Regions from separate parts of the Bombyx mori genome. Here region 2 is linked to region 1. A link is a contact called in public Hi-C data. All regions are on one chromosome and are shown on one strand. The core of a region is the stretch at or near the end of the contact, and the rest is flanking DNA. Distances in the headings are between cores, read along the strand shown.

Region 1 (6,556 bases), core at 2,101-4,600:
AGATGGACTTCGACTTTTTTTTATATTTAAGACTAGCGACCCGCCCTCGCTTCGCTTCGGAAACGTTAAATTTTATTATGGATTGATTGGCGAAGCCCGCCATGTTGCGCGCGGTACGACAATAACTGCGGGTGACGCCGCGGGGCGAAGCTAGTCTAAAAAAATAGCCTAAGTTACTCCTTATATCATCAGCTACCTATCAGTGAAAGTCTCGTCAAAATCGGTCCAGCCATTCCAGAGATTAGCCGGAACACCAGACAGATAAAAATTGTAAAAAAAAATATTTTGGTGAATGTATCGCAATATATATTCATATTATTATGCATGTAGTAAAAAGTGGTTATTTCAATATCAAAAACAGACACTCCAATTTTATTTATATGTATAGATTACTTACGTGTAATCAGGATGCGTACAAAGAGAATGCATCTGAGCCAGCACATCATCTTCGGCACCTTTGTTCTTCTCCAGTACTGTTATAAATGGATGCTTTGGTGATTTGAGATTGAACTGACATTTGTAGCCATCGAGACGCGACTTCAGATCGAGAATGAGAAGACCTGCCATTGTCGAGATTATCGCGGAGTAATTACTGAAAACAGAATGTTTGATTATAAGCAGTAAGCTATTCATCACTTAATTATTTTACTTTAGTAGATTAGGTTCAAAAGCAATTTGCATTTGATGGCCACCATTATTGCACATTTAAATGCTAAATGAGTTATTCTATATAGATTAATGAGTGCAGCAGCAGATATTATTACGGATGAAATCATAGGCTTTGATCGTTTGCTGCAAAAAGACATTATCATACTAAAGTTAATATACATATGTATACATAATAATTATTTATTTAAAAAAAGAACAGAAACCGCAGGGCAAGAATTATCACTATTCTGGATGTGGATCTGGGGACACACTATATCGATATATAAAATGTATCATTTACTCTAAGACGAGTGATGACCATTTCTCAAGGACTTCAGCAATCTAGCACGGCCAAGCCTCTGTTTTATTTATTTATTTATTTTTATCTGTCTACTCTACTACTTATTCGATTTTGGATGTTAACTCTAACACAATGAATCCCCGAACAATATAAACTCAGAATAGTTGCCGGTCCACTCAGAAAATACTCCATCCGTCATAGTCAACCATAATAATAAAACATATCTTTCACTGGTGGTGGACCTCTTGTGAGTCCGCACGGGAAGGTATCATCGCCCTGCCTATTTCTGCCGTGATAATGTGTTTCGGTTTGAAGGGTGGGGCAGCCGTTGTAACTATTCTGAGATCTTAGAACTTATATCTCAAGGTGGGTGGCGCATAAGGCCATACACAATACGGCCATACACAATTACGTTGTAGATGTCTATAGGCTCCAGTAACCACTTAACACCAGGTGGGCTGTGAGTTCATCTACCCATCTAAGCAATAAAAAACATTCTCCAATCCTCACTCAAACAACAATAAATGACAGTCATATCACTGTGTGACTGAGATGATGCTGTAAGCAAATATGAGGTACATTATGGGAATGAATATCTGAACAGCTTGTGCCACAATCGACAGTCCTAAATTTGTAGTTTCCAATTTTTACAAGCGAATGATATTACTATTACAATATGCAGTAACTTATGTATGTATGTGTATATATATATATATATATATATATAAGTAGAAGTAATTTGCACAAAAGCAATACATTGATGCTGTTGTTTAGAAATATTTTTACAATGTAATTAAAGCTACTTTTATGGTGGAACCTAATGTTTACAATTTTCATTTTATTATCTCCGAGTTTTCCAATACTTTACAATTTTCACACAGTTTTTTCACAGTCAAGAATGGGGTTTTCACAACAATGCAAATTACAAAAGTTAAAGTAGCATTAATTATATGACTCGAAAAATCAAAGATAGCAAAATTTTTTGATAATGTTTATATTATGAAGCAAGTTCTTTGACACCGAAAAGTATACATTATTTAAAGTTACATGTACAAAAGTGGTGATAATGTTTCTGTTTACTTTGGATTACAAGATTAATCAAATCAATGATTATAATGCACTCTGTATGCAGACTTCCTAAAGGGTCTGCTGAATGATTAATGTGGTCCACAGAAGGTAGCTGTTTACTTTGAGACAAAAAGGCAAGGGATTAAAAATGTGCTGATCAATTTCCCTTACACCAGTAAGTTCAAATTTCCTAGCTAAAGCTCACACACATTATTTACTTTGCACATTTAGAATGGTTTATGAGTGTTTGGTATAAATGTTAATAAAATCAATGAAGTCGAATGAAAAGTTTGCTTTTAGGCAAGATCAAGTTACATACCAACTTATTCTATTTGTGGATGAGGCCATTTTGAAAATAAAACAACAATTAGTTATTACTTGTATACCTGATTTTATATAATACATTATACTAATGATACGTAATTAAATTGAAATAGCTTTGAAAACAATATAAATTAATATTTAAACATTTATTTTGATAAAGTATTTTTAATTCTTATCAATTTATAGTCTTTATTTTGATTCTTGAAAAGCTACTTAGTTATATTTTTTGTTTTAATTATAAATACTAGTACTCCTAATACATATTTGTTTATACTACATCAAAATTAATAAGACAAAATTGAGTATAACCTCACTGCAATGAAGTAGCTGAGATACTACAAAAATATCAACATACAATTTATTTATACTAAGTTTAGTTTTAAATGTACCATATGGAAACTTAATGAGAATTCGTGTACTTACTGCGCAGTCGGTATGAGTGTTACTACAGTGGACATTGTGTGCGGTATTTCCAAAACACCGAGTTCCACCAACGCTAGGAGTCCTTGACAGGCTGTCAGGCTCACAACAGGATCTTTGGACGAACATTTCTTCCTCAAAAACTTCAATTCCTCGTTTTCCAAAACGAATCTCTGTCGTTCTTCACGTTTGAATTTTGATTTTATCAATGTTATCAACTTTTCTACTGCGTTGACTATTAAGACACTGTTGTTAGTTTTCAATTTGTATTCGATTTCGTCCATTTTTATGTTTTCTGTGTAAAATTTGTAAGCCGGTAATTTATAGGCTATTGCAGATACAGATTTTTTTAAGTTAATTTCTAACCTAAGTCCTAAATCAAACAGCTGTTTAATGTTGTCATTTTTTGTTCATCTTGTTCACTTGAACAGGAAAAGGGCACATTGCTCGTACAGCCAAATCTTGAAATAAAAAAAATAAAAAATTAACCTTCTTTACAAAAACAATTGGATATTTATGCTACGTATGATGTATTAGCACGAGAACGATCTCATAGCTCGCCTGATTTAAAGCACCACATCCATGGCCCATAGACATCCCAAAATAAATTCCGCCACATACCTTGAGACACAAGATCAAAGTTTCATTTGTATGGTTTAACGGTTGTATCTCGGAACGTATACTGCTAGGCAGTAGAACTACAATAGGTGAATATACCTGCCCAGGGCTAACAATACGTCCTACTACAAGAAAATGTCGTTTGGAGATCGCAATAGGACGGTATACTCAAGGAACGCTGCTTGCCACTCCACGGTGAATGACTTCGTCGACTTTTGTGACACTGATGAGTAGAGATATTGTAGTGGATTCTGATTCTAAGCTGACATCGCATCCTCTGCCTCAATTAGAACAATCAACGAGCAAAATTCTAAGCTGTCAAATGTCAAACTATTATTATTTGTTTGAAACACTGAATGAATGAAAAGATTTACCTCAATTTGATTCATTAATTAAACTTGATAACTCTTTTAAAATACTTAAGTACAGAGTAAATCTACTTTATAAGCTATTTAAAATAAGTCGTGACTGATTATATATAATGTCGACGCCTCCAAGAGAAACAATACAGAAACAAATCCAGCAGGATTGGGCCAACAGAGAATACATAGAAGTGATCACAGGCAGCATAAAAAAAATTACAGACTTCCTCAATTCGTTCGGTAAGTGTATCAATATCAGCAGCTACAGGAGGTTCTTAAACAAGAAACATTTTAATTTCAAATTCAGAACACTATTAATTTTTCATAGGATAAGGTACTCGCCTTTCAAAACACAAGGAATGGAAAAATCTCAGTCGTCAGTGAAAAATGTAGTTTTCGAAACGATGGTAATAATAAAATAACAATAAAAATGGGAGATTAAACTGTAAATATATTTTCAATTAAACATACAACAAAAAAGTAGTCTACAACTACTGTTGTCTACAACTATTGTTGTCTACGACTATTGTTGTCTACAACTATTGTTGTCTACAACTATTGTTGTCTACAACTATTGTTGTCTACAACTTGCAGAACCCATAGAAAATATTCTGTTAAAACAGGTCAAAAAATGTAAGTCTTTATAAATGTGAAATTATCATAATATCATCAAATTTTCAGACATGTCCTGTAGATCTCGCCTTGCCACTTTGAATGAAAAATTAACATCATTAGAGAGGAAGATTGATTATTTGGAAGCTTGTGTAAGTAGTTACATATCGACGCTTGAAAGGCAAACGTGACTAAGCGACAATGCGTAAACTTTACAGTAGACTAATTTAAAGTTGAAATACCTGAAAACAAAATTTATTTTAATGAATCTATCTGTAGTAGAATCTAGCTAGTAGCTGTAAGATTGAAATGATTTTAATAGACATAGAAATATATTTTTTCTGTGCATCAAATATGGTTATTGCCTATCATTTATGTACAAAGCAGTTATTGTTGCTTAGTCACATTTGCCTTTCAAGCGTCGATATGATCAAATAGTTGTCAAATGCGCATCTGACATCATACGCATTACATCATAAATCTTCTAGATGAAGCTTGTATTTTTTTGCCTTTTTAGACAAATGAGGAAACACCACACCTGATGATGAGTGGTTATTGTTGCCCAACAATTTCTGCACTGCCAGAAGCAGTCTTGCTGCTGCAAATTACAGCAAAAAAAAAGTTCCTAACTAACTAATAAATTAATAAATAAAAAATCCTATTGAAATTATTCCAAAAAAGCACTCACTAAGTTTGGATGTGATTTTTTCAAACATCATTCAATAATGAAGTGAAACTTAAAATTCATAATTTTTTTATGAAATATGTACACATTTCTCTCATAAAGCAATTGTGTATTCTTGTTTCAAGAGTAAGATAAATACTTTCCAATTATTATGAGTTTAAAATTGACCTTCTGCATCAATTTGGATAGCACTATTTTGATGTCCATGGGTTTTTTTAAGTCCCTAGTAGCAGTTTGACTATAAACAAATCCAGTAATCTAGTAATTACCATATAAATTGTTTTTATTTTCAGGTAACTAAAGGTGAAACCTTAACATGAAGTAATCTTTGATAAATTCCATATAATTATAAGCGTTAGACATAAGTTCAATAATGTAGCAATCACTGAACAATCTCTACTCTCCAGTATAACAAAACTGCAATAAAATTTGGATATTAAAAGTACATATTATATATCGAACTACTTTGAAGCAATGTTAAAAAATATGTTATTATTAAGACCTGATATAGGTAAGGTGTGTTTAAATTATTGAAGCCACTGCTTTAGGCATGATGAGATTAGTATTAGGAGGCACTCTGTGGCAAGAATGAATAAAAATAGAATTTCTCTCGCTTTCTCCTCTGCTATCTATTTATTTCTTTTATGTTCCATTTCTGTTACTTTCAATGAGCTACACAAGAATATCTTTATTTATACATGTCTAAATTTTATATCTTTAAGTTCACTAAACTGAATCACACAAGAATGTGTTTATACACGTTTTGTATATGTATAAATTTTATATATTAAAGTTTACCAAAATCAGCACATTCCATTTGCAAAATTAGCTTTGTTGCTGATTCTTTCACCAAGAAAACAAGTTAAATATGTAAAGAAAAAATGTCAATTGTATTAGACTGAACATGCATAAAACAAAGTGGTTCTCTTTCTAGAAATTTATAAATAACTAACTGTAACCAATTTCGCGGAGAGTTGATGATGATTGCCTGAATCGCGGTAGTGTATTTGACTACAGACTCAAAGTAGAGGGGGACGGACGAAAAACTGAAACATAAATCTAGAAGTACATTCGAGTGCACATGTCTGATGTTTGGAGAAGGATTCAATAGATTCTTACTGTTTTTTTTTCCTACCTAAGCTGATAGCCTTGAGAGGCTATATCAGCGGAACCTTAACAAGTAGGTGAGCTCACGGGGCTCAAACCTGACGACGTTGCTAACACGAACCCTAGCAAGAGCCGTGCTTCGCAGAATCTACCACCAGATCGGAAACGCGACCCACTGAGAGGATCCGGCGAGAAACTCAGTGGGCTGTGTCTGAGGGTTAATTTACTCGGGTTACTCGGAACGGTGACCGGTGCTTGAAGTACCTAGAAGCACCATTAGTGGATCGGGAGGATCCGAAATGACGTGTTTGGGGCGACGTCGACTGCTTTCCATTCTTTTACTGCTTTAAAGAGGTCTACATCACGGGACACGGACCTTCCGGAATAAAACTGTCTTATTATGTCACATAA
Region 2 (5,741 bases), core at 2,304-4,803, 94 kb after region 1:
CCTTTGTTATTATTTATAGTCTGTTGTCAAATTGAGAATAGATTAATATTGTTTGTCTTTAATATTATTTGTCTTTAATATTATTTGTCTATGGTGTAGTAGTCTTGGTGAAATCATTTTATAGAAGTATAATAACAACAGAACCATAATAATATTCAGTTTATAATTTAAATTAATTATAGTCGAATTTCGACTACTGGGAGATCACTAGTTACAATTATTATTGTTTCATATACATATCCTACAATCGCAACCAACTATGCTGGATTTGTAACATAATGGTGGGTGACATTTATTATATTATTATTACTAGATGATGACCGAGTTTCGCTCGGTTTTTTTTTGATAACGCCATCTTGTTGTGTCTTTAAAGCGGTTAGTTGCCCTCAATTAAGAAAAATAGTATTATTATTCGCCAATAGATGTCGGGAACAGTTGATTATAGAAAACACGAACAAAACAGCATTTTCTGAAAATAAATCGTAGCTGGATCGATTTATCGCCCCCGAAATCCCCTGTATACTAAATTTTATGAAAATCGTTGGAGCCGTTTCCGAGATTCAGATTATGTTTATGTTAAATATACAAGAATTGCTCGTTTAAAGGTATAAGATACTGGCTGTGGCAATATTAAATTCAGACGATGTTGACAATACTCGTATGTATCATTATCAGATATGAAAATTTACCAAAAGGAAATGTATAACGATGACGTCATTCTACTCCATTTACTGATGTATATTTTTTAATCCTGCTAATTCCGGTCAGGGCCATAGTGATAAAATTGTTGCCTTGTAATCGTTCCATTGGTACATGTGGGAATTTTTGAATTATTTTGACGTTTTGAAGTTGCTCGAAATTACGTTGGAACAATACCGTTACATACATAGATAAAAACACATACGAATCATTACAATTTTTGACTGACGCCGCGTTGACGTAGTTGGCAACCCTGACTGTTGTGCTGAAGGTCGTGGGTTCGATACCCGCATCTTGTCTCTTTGTTTGGGTCTTGATAATCTATATATCGAGGGGTGAAAGACGATTTTGCTTAAGCAACATATTTTCAACTTTACAGAAGAGTAATTTAAATTTGACAATTTGAAAAAAATATAACAACAAAATTCACTTCAAATTCAATTCACAGAGGGCGCTACCTTACAATTATTTACTAATGACAAAATTTTACATATACTTAAGACGTTTAGGATAATTGTATTTTAATTTTGGAAGGTTTCACTTCTACCACGTGTGAATTGCACACCTTTTTTTATTATTAAACTATGTCAAAATTAATACGACAACTAAACAAATATCCGTATTTCGGGTTTATCGATTTAATGTTTTAATTTGAACAGTGCCTTTAGAATCAACTAGAAGTGCATGTTCGTCGATTTTGGTGTTTTTTTTTTTTTTTAATTACGCATTAACGCAATTTCATTCTTTATAAATTTGAATTTTTTTGTTATTTTGGATAATCTTTCGTTTGATTCGTGATACGTTTTCACTTGCAGCACGGGCTTCGGCGATTCTAAACACTAACAATGCATACATACATACTCGTATATACATACATCACTTGCAAACCAAATTTGTTTGAATATAATTTTATAGTTTTCATTTTTTTGAACGATCGTGTAGCCATTTTCGTGAAGTATAAAAAAATATGCAACATTTAAATTTTTTTAAGTAGGTAACTTTACTAGTGGTAGGTAGGACCTCTTGTGAGTCCGCCCGGTTAGGTACGACCTTGCCTATTTCTGCCGTGAAGCAGTAATGCGTTTCGGTTTGAAGGGTGGGGCAGCCGCTGTAACATACTTGAGACCTTAGAACTTATATCTCAAGGTGGGTGGCGCATTTACGTTGTAGATGTCTACGGGCTCCAGTAACCACTTATCACCAGGTGGGCTGTGAGCTCGTCCACCCATCTAAGCAATAATAAAAATGTATCCTGTAATCGGGTTACAATGTAATTTTATTATTTGCGCGTTTTGAATAAAAAAATTTATTGCCCCTTTAGGCAGACGAGCGTACGGCTCATCTGATGGTGAGTGGTTACCGTCGCTCATGGACGTCAGCAATGCCAGGGGCGGAGTCAAGCCGCTTTCTAAATCTAATCCATAATAATCACCAAATTTTGATCTGTCTCGATTATTTTAGTATAAGTATTAAGATAAAATGTTGCACTATGTTCTGACAGAGGTGGCACGCTTAGATCAAGTTAATCTGCCGTGCGTCAATTGTGTTCGAAGGTGGTTAACGCGAAACCACGAATTAATTCATTGTCCCAAAGACTAATTTTTTTATTATTAGTATATAATAATATCGCACTTAAAGGATTGAAGTGGCTAAAGTTAACATTTTAAGAAAATGAGTCTTATACTTTGAACGACTTATAAACATTGTATTCTATCAGTTTATAAAACAAAATTTAAATTTTTGCTCGAAAAAGACAAAGTACACTTTCCATCACTTTTAAATGAAGCGCATACTTTAAACTTTAAGGTGTACGCTTTAAGGCTTAAAGTATTAAAATCAAAATTGAAAAATTACAATTCTTATTTTTGGCGTTTACAAAAAAAAAAAAAACAAGTATTTTAGATTAAGCCACTTCAATTCTAAAGGTATACAAATATATATTGATTGATTATTTTATAAATATCTCTTCACGGAAATGACTGCACGTTTCGATAATCATAGAGGCATCATTCATTAGGCGTTCTTCATTTAACAAACTAACAGATTTGGATCACAACGGATCGGTAACACATTGTGTGGTGCTGCCGGCATCGGCGTAGACAATTCCGCGCACGTAGCCATCGACGGGCAAACACAAACTTATCCGAGCAGTTGAGTGGTGAAATTCGATGCGCCGATATACCGGTGGCGTTTGAGAACTGCCAAAGCTTCACGACTGGTTTTCTTTTAATAAAATAAAGACTTAACCTAAATTCATGCGGCTTATAACCGAATAACGCTTGCTTCGTTGGCCGTAATAAAGTAAACTCTCAATTGCCTGCGTAAGTTTGGACGTTCGTAACTAATGTAATCTCTGACAGGGGGATGTAAACAGTACGAACTCGGAAGTGACGTCAGCCGAAGAAACCCCGTTCGCCACGCCCGATAGGTCGCCGGAATTGAGGAGAAACGAAAACGAACCAGAGCCAAGGATAGCGACTAACATTAGTGTAACCGACTGTGATAATATTGATAGTAGTTTAAGCAATAATGATACAAGAGAAGACGACGACGTTGTCTGCGCTAATGAGATTAGCAGGGACGAAGCTGTCAATGAGACGGTCAATACGGAAGCCGATGAGACAGAAAGAGACGGAAACAACACAAACGCTCAAGACGACGCAGACGATAACGATCAGGCTAGTCAAGACACCGTCGACAATGGAAACGTTCTACAGCAAACCGAGAACAATGGAAACGATCTTAACGATGAAACAACGAACGAAGCGCGCAGCGAACAACCAGTTATAGAAGACACGTTGACGTTCGACGAGAACCACTTTAGTACGCCGACAGGCGGGGTCTCTCCGGAGAGGTCGCCGCGGACACGACGCCGGAGGACCACGACCAGCTCGATGGAGGACTCGGAGGTAAGGAAACGGATGGACGGGGCAGCGGGGTGTGACGAGCCCATCAAACGGCTAATAGTTACTAAAGCAATAAAATTGATTTTAGAACAAAATTATAAATGATTATGAAAGTATCCTCCCCGTCACATTCCGCCCTCCTCCACTACCATCCCGCGTGTAATGTTGTCGATGAGGAGTGATACGACGCTGCCGCGGTATCTATACGTGCTTAGGTCGCCAAATCGACTGGACACAGGCACTTATACTTATAGTTGTGACGTCATTACACTAACACTCCCGACTTGTGGCTGTATTCAATTGAATATCGAATTCGTTTACATCATTACGATTTGAATACGGTTCCGAAAAGCTCTGTCTTTTTCGTTCTAGTCGTTCTCCTATTAGAATGAAAGAGACGACAATATTTCCGTATTAACAAATTCACGTAATGGCTTACATTTATTTCATTATTAAAAAATCATGCGTTTCGCTTGTGCTTTCCGCTTTTTTCTAATCGTAGCTTGCTTTTTAATATGTAGTTAGTTGGTGTTGTGGTAAATGTTACCAAAATAATAGGTTAAAAAAATTATCGAATCGATTTGTAAACAAAAAAATCGATTAGATTGATTATCGATAATCGTGTATTATGATGTAGTTGAAACTTTACCTATATAACTGTACTAAGTATCTTACGATAAATTAATTTAAAAATATGCTTTCGTTAAGGGGTTAAATATTTTATAGGAGAAGCTAAATAATGTTCATATTATAAATATACATATGTACACCACATTCCATGCATATGAGATTACACACTGCGCAAAATGTATGAGGGATGTAGTGCCAAATATAATCTAGGGTTGTCTGATCAGCGCTGCATGTTTTTTAGTGCACACATTTACGACACTGTTAAATTTGTCGCCCTGGAGCTTCCTGATTCGATCTTATTAATTCAAATGACAATTATATAAACTTAAAAAAAAATACATTAAAAAAAAGATTTGGGTATTATTCTCTCACGATTTGGCACTGCATATTAAGCTTCGGGTAGCCCTATGGTTATTTTTTCTAATTGACCTAAAATGTTTTGTTAAATAGGACGAGACCGATGGCTCCACCGAAAGCACGAGGAGTAGCGCCAGCAGCAGCCAGAGTCAGAACTTGCCCAGCAGTGAAGGTAACACTTGAACTGATCAGGAGATTTTATATTAAGATACCACAAAACCCGGAGAAGTGCAGAAGGAAATTGAAAAACTAATCTGTGTACTTCGTATTTATGTGTCCACGTTCGGTCGCGCTAGGGCTGTCAACTTCGACTTATGCAAAAATGTGTAATGTGAAAAATAAGAACTATGGTGGTGACCCTAGTATCTAAATGTTTGATTGATTGACAATGAAACAGGAAGGCGAGAAAAAAAGAATCTGAATCTAATGAAGCTTAATATTATTTAAACTATTACAAAAAAATTTAAACTGTCGAAAATAACCTTATCTTACTTACAAATAGAAACTAATTTAGTGAAATTTTCGTAACTTGTCATTAGACGTTTAATTGTCAGCTCGCATTTTTAGGTACCATAATCTTGCCTATTTTTGCCGCGAAGTAGAGAAAAATGAGTTGATACACACAACGAGGACAAAAATTTAATGTCCAATTACTTTCTTTCCATTTGAAAGGCTTACCTCCTGGTTGGAGTATGCAGAGAGCGCCCAACGGCAGGATATTCTTCATTGACCACAACAAGAAGACCACCACGTGGATAGATCCCAGAACCGGTACGATTATATAAATACATGGAGATAGACTTTAAAATAATTTCTTTTTTTGCAATCTCTACACTATACAGGGTGTGTTTTTATGTGTGGATGCGGAGAGACTCGGCTAACTACGAAATAATAACGCATCCTGTGATTGATAACGTTGCTAATAATTTCCGGGAAAATTTTTAAGGACCTTAATTTTGTTTTAAAAAGCATTTTATGAATTTTTGTTTATTTGTAGGTGGTATAGTCGATAATTGTAAATAGACATGCTTTAACAAAAACTGACTTCAAATAGAAAAAAAAAACAGATATTCCAAAACAAATTAATATACACTAAAAACAATAATCATCGAAATCGGTTGGCGTGATATTGAATTATTGAGTTATTCA

What was found. A called contact is a pair of places that touch in the nucleus more often than the background predicts.
Region 2: a Hi-C map of whole pupa shows a contact between it and region 1, with 5 times the contacts expected there. The contact joins the enhancer-like site here to the promoter of LOC101738392 in region 1. A contact is called at or near these places in 2 of 7 Hi-C or Micro-C datasets (middle silk gland and whole pupa).

The regions. Positions count from the first base shown.
Region 1 is chr19:1,883,560-1,890,115 of ASM3026992v2, forward strand. It overlaps LOC101738392 (probable protein BRICK1-B), which reads left to right and starts at 3,351. Exons shown (of 3, transcript XM_004926938.4): 1 at 3,351-3,981; 2 at 4,423-4,505; 3 at 5,332-6,556. The coding sequence starts at 3,861. The coding sequence ends at 5,358. LOC101740679 (focadhesin) reads right to left here and starts at 3,217. Exons shown (of 19, transcript XM_038017504.2): 1 at 2,765-3,217; 2 at 398-592. The coding sequence starts at 3,045.
Region 2 is chr19:1,977,763-1,983,503 of ASM3026992v2, forward strand. It overlaps LOC101740542 (E3 ubiquitin-protein ligase Nedd-4), which reads left to right. Exons shown (of 19, transcript XM_062673870.1): 9 at 4,686-4,764; 10 at 5,265-5,363. All of the region lies in intron 1 of LOC134200636 (a long non-coding RNA gene), which reads left to right. Among protein-coding and RNA genes, the nearest start is that of LOC101740410, 19 kb to the right of the region's middle. Within about 2 kb of position 3,554, at least 4 of the 8 cell types and tissues checked have open chromatin away from gene starts, as enhancers often do.